Linked DNA regions of Ovis aries: region 1 is linked to region 2. Evidence: chromatin contacts called from public Hi-C data. All regions are on one chromosome and are shown on one strand. Each heading gives the region's core, a stretch centred on a gene start, on an enhancer-like site or on the middle of the called end of the contact. The rest is flanking DNA. Distances are from core to core; before and after follow the strand shown.

Region 1 (5,376 bases), core at 1,986-4,485, 390 kb before region 2:
CAGCAGCACCCTTCCTCCGTAGAATGTTCTGTCCTAGCCCCATTTCTCCCAGCCTATTCCCAGGGGGCATCCCTTACCAAAACATGAAAGAAACACCCTACTAACAACAATGTCCTTCTCACCTCTGTCAAAGGGGGCTGCAAAAATATTCAAGGCAGGGTGGCTCAGACTTGGGCAAGGGGCTCCAAGTCCAACCTCAACATTAACTGGCTGGGCACCCTTAGTCAAGTCACACATCTTCACCCACACGTGCTCACCAGTAGAGCAGGGGAACAGGCAGAAACTGCCTTCCAGGGCTTTTGTGGGGATTGCGTGAGCATATGTGTGCTCAGCACAGCGCTGGGCTCAATAAGGAAGCTGTCATCATTAAGGGAGATCAATAAGAGCTATTATGAGTATTGATCGTACAGTCCATCACTGTGAGTAGAACTGAGAAGGTCACATTCCGAGAAGACTCAGAGAGAGCCTGGGTTGTCATATACGCTCTATGGGGCCCTGTCCCTTATTCGTCCCTGAACCTGAGGACCAGCTGCCTGAGACAGAAGGGGTCACCCCCAAGCCTGCCTGGCACACGACACCTGTGAGTTTCCCAGGGCGGGAGATGGTTATTAAGTAGAAGGTGATGCGGAGAGGCAAGTGAGAGCCCAGACAAGGCCAAGCTGGAAACCCCTCTGTAAATCAACCCCATCCTGTAAGCAGTTATTTTTTCCCGAGACACAACATTACCTGTCCCAGGTTAGCAGTTCTGAACATTGATTTCAAAACTTGCTTTCGACTCAGCCCCTTAACACTCAGGTGAAGACAGAGCTGCTTTGTTGGGAGAGGGAAGAGGAGGCTCCTGGAGCACCCACTTGTTGAACTCCTCCCCAGAGGGACCCCATGTCCCTTAGAAAGGGCACTGAGGTCTTTAGACCACAGCTTGAGAATCATACTCCAAGAGAAACAAATGTATAGTCATCCCTTGGCTCCCCCTGCCCCCCGGACTAGTTCCAAGATGCTTGCGGGCACCAAAACCCACCCGTGCTCAAGTCCTTTTCATAGAAGGGCATGCAAGCTCAGTCACCTCAGTTGTGTCTGACTCTTTGCAACCCTATGGATTGTAGCCCACCAGGCTCCTCTGTTCATGGGATTCTCCAGACAAGAATACTGGAGTGGGTTGCCATGCTCTCCCCCAGGGGATCTTCCCTACCCAGGGATCGAACTCATGTCTCTTACATCTCCTGCACTGGCAGGGAGGTTCTTTACCACTAGTGTCACCTAGGACTCTCATAAAATGGCACAGTACTTGCATATAACCTACATACATCTTCCCTTATACTTTAAATCATCTCTAAAACCTAATACAAGAATGTAAATACATTCTAAATGTAAGCACAATCTAAATACAAATATGATCTAAATGCTATGTAAATAATCACATGCAAATTCAAGTTTTACTTTGGGGAACTTTCTGGAATTTTTTTGGAGATGGCCTTCCGAAGTTGTTTGAACGCAGAACCTGTATACGATATGAACTTTGCTCTTAGTGAACTTAGAGTCTAGTGAGCTGGTGGCTACAGGTTTGCACTGGCTGGTAAGTGAACTCCAGTGTTCCTCGTTTAAGGTACAAATCCTAGCAAGGCACCGTTGCTACCTTCTACAGGGCCCTGAAGCTTTTCAGTTGCAAAAGTTTCCTCTGTGTTTATACTGCACAGGGTAGATAGGGGCTGGGAGGAGCATGCCTGAATCGTTGACCTGCTTCAGTAAAATAATTTCTAAGATTAACTTATCTCTCACAACACCTCTGTCAGGTTATTATTGTCTCATTTTGCAGATGAGGAAACTGAGGCTGAAGATATTTAACTTGTCTGAAGTCACCCAGCTAGACAATGCAGGACCCCAGAGTCAAACCCCATCCTGGTTTCAGAGGATGGTGGCCTGGACTCAGTAGATTCCTCCTCTGCACTTACTAGTTGTGTCTACAGCCTCAGTTTCCTCATCTGTAAAGTGGGGATGATAATGATACCTGCCACCTTCAGAATGGTGCCTGGCACACAGCCAGGACTCAACAAGAGTTAGTACCCGTCTCAGGATCACCAAATAACAGATTATGGCTCATTTGTCCAATATACTCGCATTTATTTGGCTGGTTAGAATACTGGAGTGGGTAGCCTATCCCTTCTCCAGCAGATCTTCCTGATCTAGGAATTGAAACAGGGTTTCCTGCATTGCAGGCAGATTCTTTACCAACTGAGCTATCAGGCAAGCCCAGAAAACAGTGCAAGGCAGTATGTGGATAAGGAGCCAAATGCGTCCTGCAGAGAAGTAAAGGCCATAGAGTTCAGAGAAAGGGCATTTGAAATGCTTCACTTATTATTGCTTCATAAAATTTTGAGCATTCCTCGTGCAGAAGCCCTGCTGAGCTCACTGTCAGCCCAATGTCAGCATGTGCTGCCAAGGCCAGCCTCTCAGCCACCAGCTGGGGTATGTCCTTAACAAGCCACATGCTGCCTTCCAGGTAGACCAGTTAGCTCTACCACAGACAGACATCTAAGTCTCTAGGGATGCCTGGGTTCTGCCCATTAACACATGCCACTGGGGCCGTGTGCCACACCTCCATGCTGAGAAACAGCTCAAGGTGTGTGTCTCCAAGACAGCAGGTGGCAGGCTGTGGGGGTGGGTGGGAGGGGGGCATCAGGGGCCAGGAAGACACATGACCCAGGTGCTGGGAAACAGCTGGACCCCAGCTCATCAAGTCAAAAATGCCTTTTCCTTGTGCATCCACGTGGTCCTTTTTCTCTGAATCTATTCAGAGCTGAAGGTCTTTATGAACCTTCCCTGATATTCCAGGACTCCCCTCCCCATGCCCCCTCTCTCCAAGAAAAGAAAGCAAAAGAGAAAAGAAAGCAAGGAATCCCCAGAATTCTGCCCTAGCACTTACTTGCCACACCAGGTAAATAACGGCGTGCTTCCAGAGACTCCAGAATTAAAGCTAAATTTGGGAAAAAAGGGGGAAAAGAAAGGCTGACTTCCCCCAAAGTCCACTCACCTACCGCATACCCCCATCAGCCAGAAAACACCCCAGCCCGAGGCTTAAAGGTCAAGCCCTCGCTTTGCTAAGTAAATGCCAAGTGAACCCAGGGCGCCCAGCCCCTCATTCCTACCTCGTGCCCAGTGGTCCCCGGTCGCCTCGCTCCCTCGGGCATCACCTGCTACGGCGGATCCAGCATCTCTGCTCGGGAAGCCGAGCGCCTCTGATGTGGGAGAGGTTCCGCGGAAGGAAGGGGAGGGCAGGCTGAGATCACTGACGTGGGGAGGGGTGGGTCTCCCTAAGCAAGCACTTGGTTCCAGGGGAAAGGATGTTTTGTAAGTTTTGGCTTGAATGTCCAGGGGCAGAACAGGAAGTGTGCACTAGGGCTGGGAGCCCAGGGTGCATTTCCACAGCCTCCCTTTAGAGGGAGCTTCCTGGGGTCTCTCAACTGCGGCCCGGTCTGGAATGCAAAGCTCTGTCTGAATCCTGGAGCTTTCCCCCGCCTTACGCTTTACTCCAGCACTTTCTTCTTCTTCTTCTTCTTCTTCTTCTTCTTCTTTTTTTTTTTTTTGCTTTTTTCCCCTCCTTAATGGACCGTCAGCTTCGTTCCTGACATGCTGGAAAATTTTCCCTAGGCCTAAACTTGGCTCAGGAACACTCTCCCCTTGTGAGAGAATTTCTCCTGTTACACAGTTCAGATTGAAAAAAAGAGAGAGAGAGAGAGAGCTATTTGTTTTGCCAACTTTTGTACTGGGAACATTTTTGATGAATTTCCTCCCCTCTCTGAACCTTTGGATTCCAAGAAATATACACACCCACATCCCTCCTGACTTTTTCCCCCTACCCCTCTAATGGAAAAATAACAAAAATAATAAAATTGGTGAAAGATGGCAGAGATAATGTTCTTAGTTTGTGGGCTTCTGGGGTCCTTCTTGGGTCAGCCTCCTCTCACCCCCAAACACACTTTTGCCCACTGGCCACGCGTGCTGCGTGGCAAAGGGGAGGGGTAGTGATTGGCTTCCAGCTCTCTCCTAGTTCTAGGTCTTTCTGTGATGGAAGCCCAGGAATGGCTATCTTTCCTAAATGGAGACCAGGTCCAATTACAAGCTCCTCTTCCTCAGCCCCTCCCACCTCCCCTGCAAGGGATGAGGTTGGAAGATTCCTGGTTGTGATTCTTGGAGGTGCTGGGTGGGGATGTGTGGGGCAAATAGGCACCCTAAGATTTAGCTGTCAACAGTCACCTGGAGGGTGTCATGTCTGTGAACTGTCAAATGCCACCACAAATTGGGATACTTCCTGCCAGCGCTGGAGACGAAAGAGATTGGATTTCCATCCCTGGATGGGAAAGATCCCCTGGAGGTGGGCATGGCAACCCACTCCAGTGTTCTTGCCTGGGGAATCCCCATGGGCAGAGGAGCCTGGTGGGCTATAGTTCATGAGTCGCAAAGAATCCGACATGCCTGGAGTGACTTAGCATGCACACACGCACAAACCTTTATGTGCAACGTGGATGAACCTTGAATACATCATGCTAAAGTGGAAGAAGCCAAACACAAAAGACAACAAACTATATGATTCCATTTATCCTGCAAGGTCAAGAATGGGCAAATCCCTAGAGACAGGAAGTAGATTAATGGTTGTCAAGGATTGGGGTGGTGATGGAACTGGGGGCTGGGAGGAGATAGTACAGGGTACAGAAGTACAGGGTTTTAGTGGGGGAGATGATAAAAATGTTCTCAAGCTGATTGTGGCAATTATCACACAACTGTATAAATATACTAAAAATCACTGAATTGTACACTCTAAATAGGTGACTTTGTGGCACGTAAATTATATCTAATTAAAGCTATTGCAAAAATAATACACATCCCTGAAAAGATAACTATTTCTGTATATTTTGTAACCTAACCTCAACTTCTTAAGTGCCATAGTTTGGGTATAGTTTCTTGTTTCCTTGACTAACTCATCTGAAGGTTTATTTTGAGAAATTCAAGACACTGTTTGAGAAAAGAAAAGAGGTTGCGGGAAACTCGAGGAAAGAGTCATTCATTATTATTACTATTTATTTTGGGCTGCGTCCGGTCTTAGCTGTGGCACACAGGATCTTCACTGCAGCGCGGGGCTGGGGGGCATCTCTCTAGTTGTATGTGGTGCATGGGCTCAATAGCCCACGGCGTGTTGGATCTTAGCTCCCTGACCTGGGATTGAACCATGTCCTCTGCATCGGAAGACAGATTCTTAACCACTGGACCACCACGGAGCTCCCAAGTATCATGTTCTAAGAGGAACACATTATTCTGCGTATTGAGACTCTTTAATAATCTTCCTTCTTTGGGGACACAAATATCCCCAAACTCTCTCTATCC
Region 2 (5,407 bases), core at 1,683-4,182:
GTAGAATCTGTAGGGGGAGGGGTTAGCTCTCTGATATCAGTAGCTGCTTCTGATTTAATCCAGATTTTATTTAAACTGTGTTCCTCACCAATTTTGCAGGACAGCACCCGTGTTTTTCATGTAAAGTGTCTGGTATGGATGTGAAGCGTTGCTCTGTCAGCACTTGTGGGAAATTTTACCATGAAGCCTGTGTCCGCAAATTCCCAACTGCCATCTTTGAATCAAAAGGCTTCCGCTGTCCCCAGCACTGCTGTTCTGCCTGCTCTATGGAGAAAGATATCCACAAAGCAAGTAAAGGTAAAACAAAGCTAAGGAAGGGGACAACGTTTGGGGTTGTTTTAAGTGCAATGGCAAACAGTAAGCACATTATTATAAAGAACATTGGGCATCCTCCCTTTGTTTATCTATAGCTGTTGCAGCTGGGCCACAGTAGATAGTAAAGTAAGTGGTAAATAGATAGTAAAATAAAATTAGTAAAGTAAGATAGTAAAAAACACAGTCGTATCTGACTCTCTGTGACCCCATAGACTGTAGCCCACCAGGCTCCTCTGTCCTTGGGATTATCCTGGCAAGAATACTGGAGTGGGTTGCCATTTCCTTCTGCAGGGGATCTTCCCAACCCAGGGATCAAACCCGTGTCTCCTGCATTGGCAGGAGGATTCCTGACCACTGAACCACCAGGAGAACCCTAAGATAAGTGGATACAAGGTTCTAATTCAGACCATGAGAAGTAAATTCCATATGTTCAAAATTACCCCTGGAGATTCCTTCAACAGGTGCCATATTGGCGACCACCATTTCTCCAGCACTGGAGCAGACAAAATTTTTTTGAGTGACCTCTAGATGGGCACTACATTTAGGGACCATACAGCATAGAAATGGCAGAGCCAAATTAGTTCTACTATAACCAGTATCATCCTGGGTCCCCAAAGATCTCCCTTTGTGTCAGCAGATGCTTTGTGACCCAGGTTCCTCCCTGACCATCTTCCAATAGGTCGCATGGTGAGATGTCTGCGGTGCCCAGTCGCCTACCACTCCGTAGATGCTTGCATTGCTGCCGGCAGCACCCTTGTGTCTTCCTGCGCTCTCATCTGCAGTGACCACTCCACACGGAGCACTGGCTCTTCCTCTGCTGTAAATGTAGGCTTTTGTTTCGTTTGCGCCAGAGGTGAGTCTCAGTCCTTTCTCTTCAGGTCTTTCTAGGTTCATTGGTAAATTTCCCCATTAAAATCGAGTTCCAGGAATACCCCTAAGAGAGATGCACACTTGCAGCAACCAGTCCCTTTTGTTAAATTAGATACTCAGACTGTTAGAATATTAATCCTTCCATAAATTAAGCTAAATTCTGCTTAATTTCTTAGTAACTTAGAGTTAAAGATGAGTCCTCAGTGTTCCTGTTTGGAGCATCAAAAGATTACAGTTGACCCTTGAACCACGTGTTTGAACTACCCGCATCCACTTGTGTACACTGTTTTCTCAATGTGTACTCCAGTGTTGGTGGAATCCACAGATGCAGGAGAGAGACAACTGTAAAGTTACAAAGGATTCTGACTGCGTGGGGGTCAGCGCTCCTAACCCCCACATTGTTTAAGGGTCAATTCTCTTCACTTTTCCAAACAATTCTTCAGTTTGAAATAGAATCTTCTCATGTCATATTATGTAATCCAGAGTTTCCAACTAATTTAGATTTCACTTGCAAGGCAAGAAGATCACATTTATTTTTCAATTATTTATGTTGTATTTTATCATGTTTTGGTCTGGCATCGAGGGAGGCCTAATGGGATACAGCCAAGGCAACATATGGGGTATATTAGTTAAGAGGCTGCAGTGCAGGCTTTCTTACTTGCCAGCTGTTGATACTTAAGTCTGCCAAGAGATTGATCAATTAAAAACAATATTGTATCCCTGAGGGTGTCAGTGAACTTAAGTTCGTGATAAATCTAAAGTAAAATTTCTTTAGCTGAATATGATACGGAGTATTCACCTTTACAGAATGTCTCAGCTATTTTATAATAAAAACAATTTTTAGTGTAATGTTTAGTGTAATCTAAAGTGTAAGCATTTTAGAAATCAACTAATATCCCCAAACACAGTTTGTTGGGATTTTTTTGTTATAAATGCTGAGTTTTCTAAACTTCCCTTAGTGTGAAATTCTTGAAAGGATTCTATGGCATGTCAGGCCTATTAGATTATGTTTGGCCTATATTGTGGAGAAGGCGATGGCACCCCACTCCAGTACTCTTGCCTGGAAAATCCCACGGACAAAGGAGCCTGGTAGGCTGCAGTCCGTGGAGTCGCGAAGAGTCGGACACAACTAAGCGACTTCACTTTCACTTTTTACTTTCATGCATTAGAGAAGGAAGTGGCAACCCACTCCAGTGTTCTTGCCTGGAGAATCCTAGGGACAGGGGAACCTGGTGGGCTGCTGTCTATGGGGTCGCACAGAGTTGGACACGACTGAAGCGACTTAGCAGCAGCCCATATTGAAAAAGAAGTTTGAGATCTTGTTTTCTTTTTTAAATAATTTTTTATTGGAGTATAGTTGCTTTACCACGTTGTGTCCGTTTCTGCTGTACAGCAAAGTGAATCAGCTCTGTATTTACATATATCCTAACCCTTTGTTTGGATTTCCTTCCCATTTAGGTCACCACAGAGCACTGAGTAGAGTTCCCTGTGCTGTACAGGAGGTTGTCATTAGTTATCTACTTTAGACATAGTGGTTGTGTTTTGTTTTGTTTTAGAAGACAGTTCTTTCCATTTGGTGAAAGTACTATAAAATGTTTTTAATAGAATTTAGCTAGTATGATAGATCTTGAGTTGTTTTACTTTTGTAACTCTCATTAAAAAAAAAAAAAGACCAGAGGAGGTGGACAGTAGAGGATTAAGTAACTGGTAGTCCTTCTTGTAGCAGCCAGCTGAGTCAGTGTACACATTGCTTTGAGCTGGCCTGTTTCGCAAGCGTGTGGGGCGGCCGCCGTCAGAAATGCTGGGTAGAGCAGTGAGGGCAGCTGTATCCTGCCCTGAAGGCTGGATGGCACAGGGAGGAGAAGATTGGACGTGTCTCATGCCACATTGCATTAGCCAGAGAAAATGTCAGCATGTGCCTTGTCCATCTCCCCATTCCTAAGAAAGGAATGCTAGGGTGAAAATACTGAACTAACAACTGAATGACTAGCTTTAGAGACTTTCAAATAGATGAATGTCAGTGATAACATAAAGTCTCTGTTGCTTTGTAAATATTACTTTTACTCACTTTCACTTGGAGTGATGGAGGGGGGTGGTGTGTGTGTATGTGTAACTGAGCCAACACTTTATTAATAAATATCAAGTTTAAAACTATCATGTTGGCTTACTCGGGAGTACATTCTGAATCAAGTACCATCAGTAAGTATATCAACCAATATTTTTTTTTGCTCTATTTCATTCAATAATTGGGTGACCTTTAAAGCAGGTATTTTTTATATAAGTAAGGTAGAAAATGACCCCTTGTCAAGGAACCTAGTTTTAGAGCAAATTCTAACCGTTTTAAGTTTAACTGTCATGCCTTGATTAAAAGCTTGACATAATGGAAACACCATATTTTAACATTGGATTTTATCAATTTGGCAGTTATTCTGCAAGATTTGCTGTACTGAAATGCCTTTTTAAGAACAAGATTATTTAATTCTCGAATACTCTAACTGCAGCTTTGCACAGTAAACAGAAACTTTCATTTTCTTTTCTAGCATTTTACAGAAAATTTTTCTAAATAGATCAGATGCTAGGATTTGAAAAGGGCTTAAAAGTTCTCCAGAAGTAAATGATACGTGTTCCTTTATCAGTATTTATAGAGGGTCTCCTTTTTTAAGGGGATCTAATTGTAATAAATCCACACTTATTAAAAGGGATACTTCAGTCCTTTATGTTTTGGCATTAGGAAACTTAGCTTGTGTTGCAGTTGTTTCTCTCTCTGCACAGAGGATTTTTGTCTTAGTTCTTGGTTATTGGTTGTTTAAAATCATTAAGCTAATTCTTAAAGCCTGAAATATCTGGAAATATTTTTGGAAATGCTTCAGCGTTTCGAGGAACAACCCACCTCCCCTGCCCCTCATGGTGTCATAAGTGCCATTTCAGTGCAGTAGAGATTCTTCAGCATTCCCTTTCATCTGGAGGGTGCTGTAAAATAAAAGTTACTTAACATTTTAAGTTGTTCTTCCCTATTTAAAAGCCACTGTACCACTTTTCTCTATTAAATGTATAAAATTCATTCAACATTATATAACCTTTATTCAAAGATTCTTCTGTATTACCAATTAGCAATTTCAAGTTCCATTCACATGAGAGATACTTCCTGAATCTCAGTGTTGAGCAGCACCAAATGAAGATAACATCCACCAAAAATAATAAATGGTCACCCCTTTAGAAACAAAACTCTACCCTCTTCTCAAAAAGATCTCTGTGAAGCTGCTGTCGTGATTTGCACTGTAAAGTCTTAGGTTGTTATAAACTGACCAGTAACCACAAACAGAAAGTTTCCCTGGTCTTGCAGGTCCCTTGGCTACAGGATGGACTTAACTCAGGGCAGGAGGAGAAGGGAGGGAGGAGAGGTGTGTGCTACTGGTGGGTTAGAGCAGATGGTGTTTTCCTCCAATAGGACAGCTGTATTAGTGGATTGAAAGGACGTTTTTATAAACCCTTAAGTTGGTTATTATCCTAGCAGGACAAAATTTTAAAGATTTGCAATACCTCATTGAAGTTCAGCAACTTACAGCATCTTTAAAATCATGTATCATACTAATAAAAGGAAAGCGTCGTTGTCTGGCTGAGAAAGCTGGAATTTGAGGGTATCTAAACATCTTAGCAGAGAGGAAGGGAGGCCCGATTCTGCCATTCAGTGCTGCTTGACGTATTGAAGGTGACCAGGGTCTCTACTGTGTCATGTAGACAGTGCTTATTTCTACTGTTAAGTGATATGTCATTTTATTCTTTGGGTTGTCATCATAGTCCTTCTAAACACTTAGGAACATAGCTCTGTTTTCCAGAGGGGGTTTTCAGAACGACATCAAACACAGTTTAATCCTCGAGTTTGAGTTTTTTCCCTGGGTGTGTAGATTTCTGTGTAGAGATAAGGCATTGAGTAGCCTAAACTCCCTTTACTAACTGTAGAAAGCTTTTTCTGTCAGATCTTTCTTTTTCTTCATATTCTTTTTCCCCCACCTTGAAGCACAGCTACATAGTAGGTGTTGGTTTATTTTTCCTCATGGAATCATGGGTAGTTTCATTGCAGCTCACATCTTTCTGTTTGTCTCGTATAGGGCTGATAGTGCAGGACCATTCAGACCCCATGTTCAGTTCCTATGCCTATAAGTCCCACTACCTACTGAACGAATCAAATCGTGCAGAGTTGATGAAATTACCTATGATTCCT

The links. Hi-C and Micro-C count contacts between places; a contact is called where the count stands out from the background.
Region 1: a contact with region 2 is called in a Hi-C map of tail adipose tissue, with 4 times the contacts expected there. The contact joins the promoter of TACC1 here to the enhancer-like site in region 2. A contact is called at or near these places in 2 of 16 Hi-C or Micro-C datasets (omental adipose tissue and tail adipose tissue).

The regions. Positions count from the first base shown.
Region 1 is chr26:32,925,865-32,931,240 of ARS-UI_Ramb_v3.0, reverse strand. TACC1 (transforming acidic coiled-coil containing protein 1) reads right to left here and starts at 3,235. Exons shown (of 15, transcript XM_060406924.1): 1 at 3,144-3,235; 2 at 2,921-2,971.
Region 2 is chr26:32,539,871-32,545,277 of ARS-UI_Ramb_v3.0, reverse strand. NSD3 (nuclear receptor binding SET domain protein 3) reads left to right here. Exons shown (of 25, transcript XR_003587200.3): 13 at 100-297; 14 at 995-1,168; 15 at 5,295-5,407. Among named protein-coding and RNA genes, the nearest start is that of PLPP5, 25 kb to the right of the region's middle. Within about 2 kb of position 2,932, at least 10 of the 54 cell types and tissues checked have an H3K27ac peak or open chromatin away from gene starts, as enhancers often do. A contact at or near this core is called in tail adipose tissue, where this site is marked.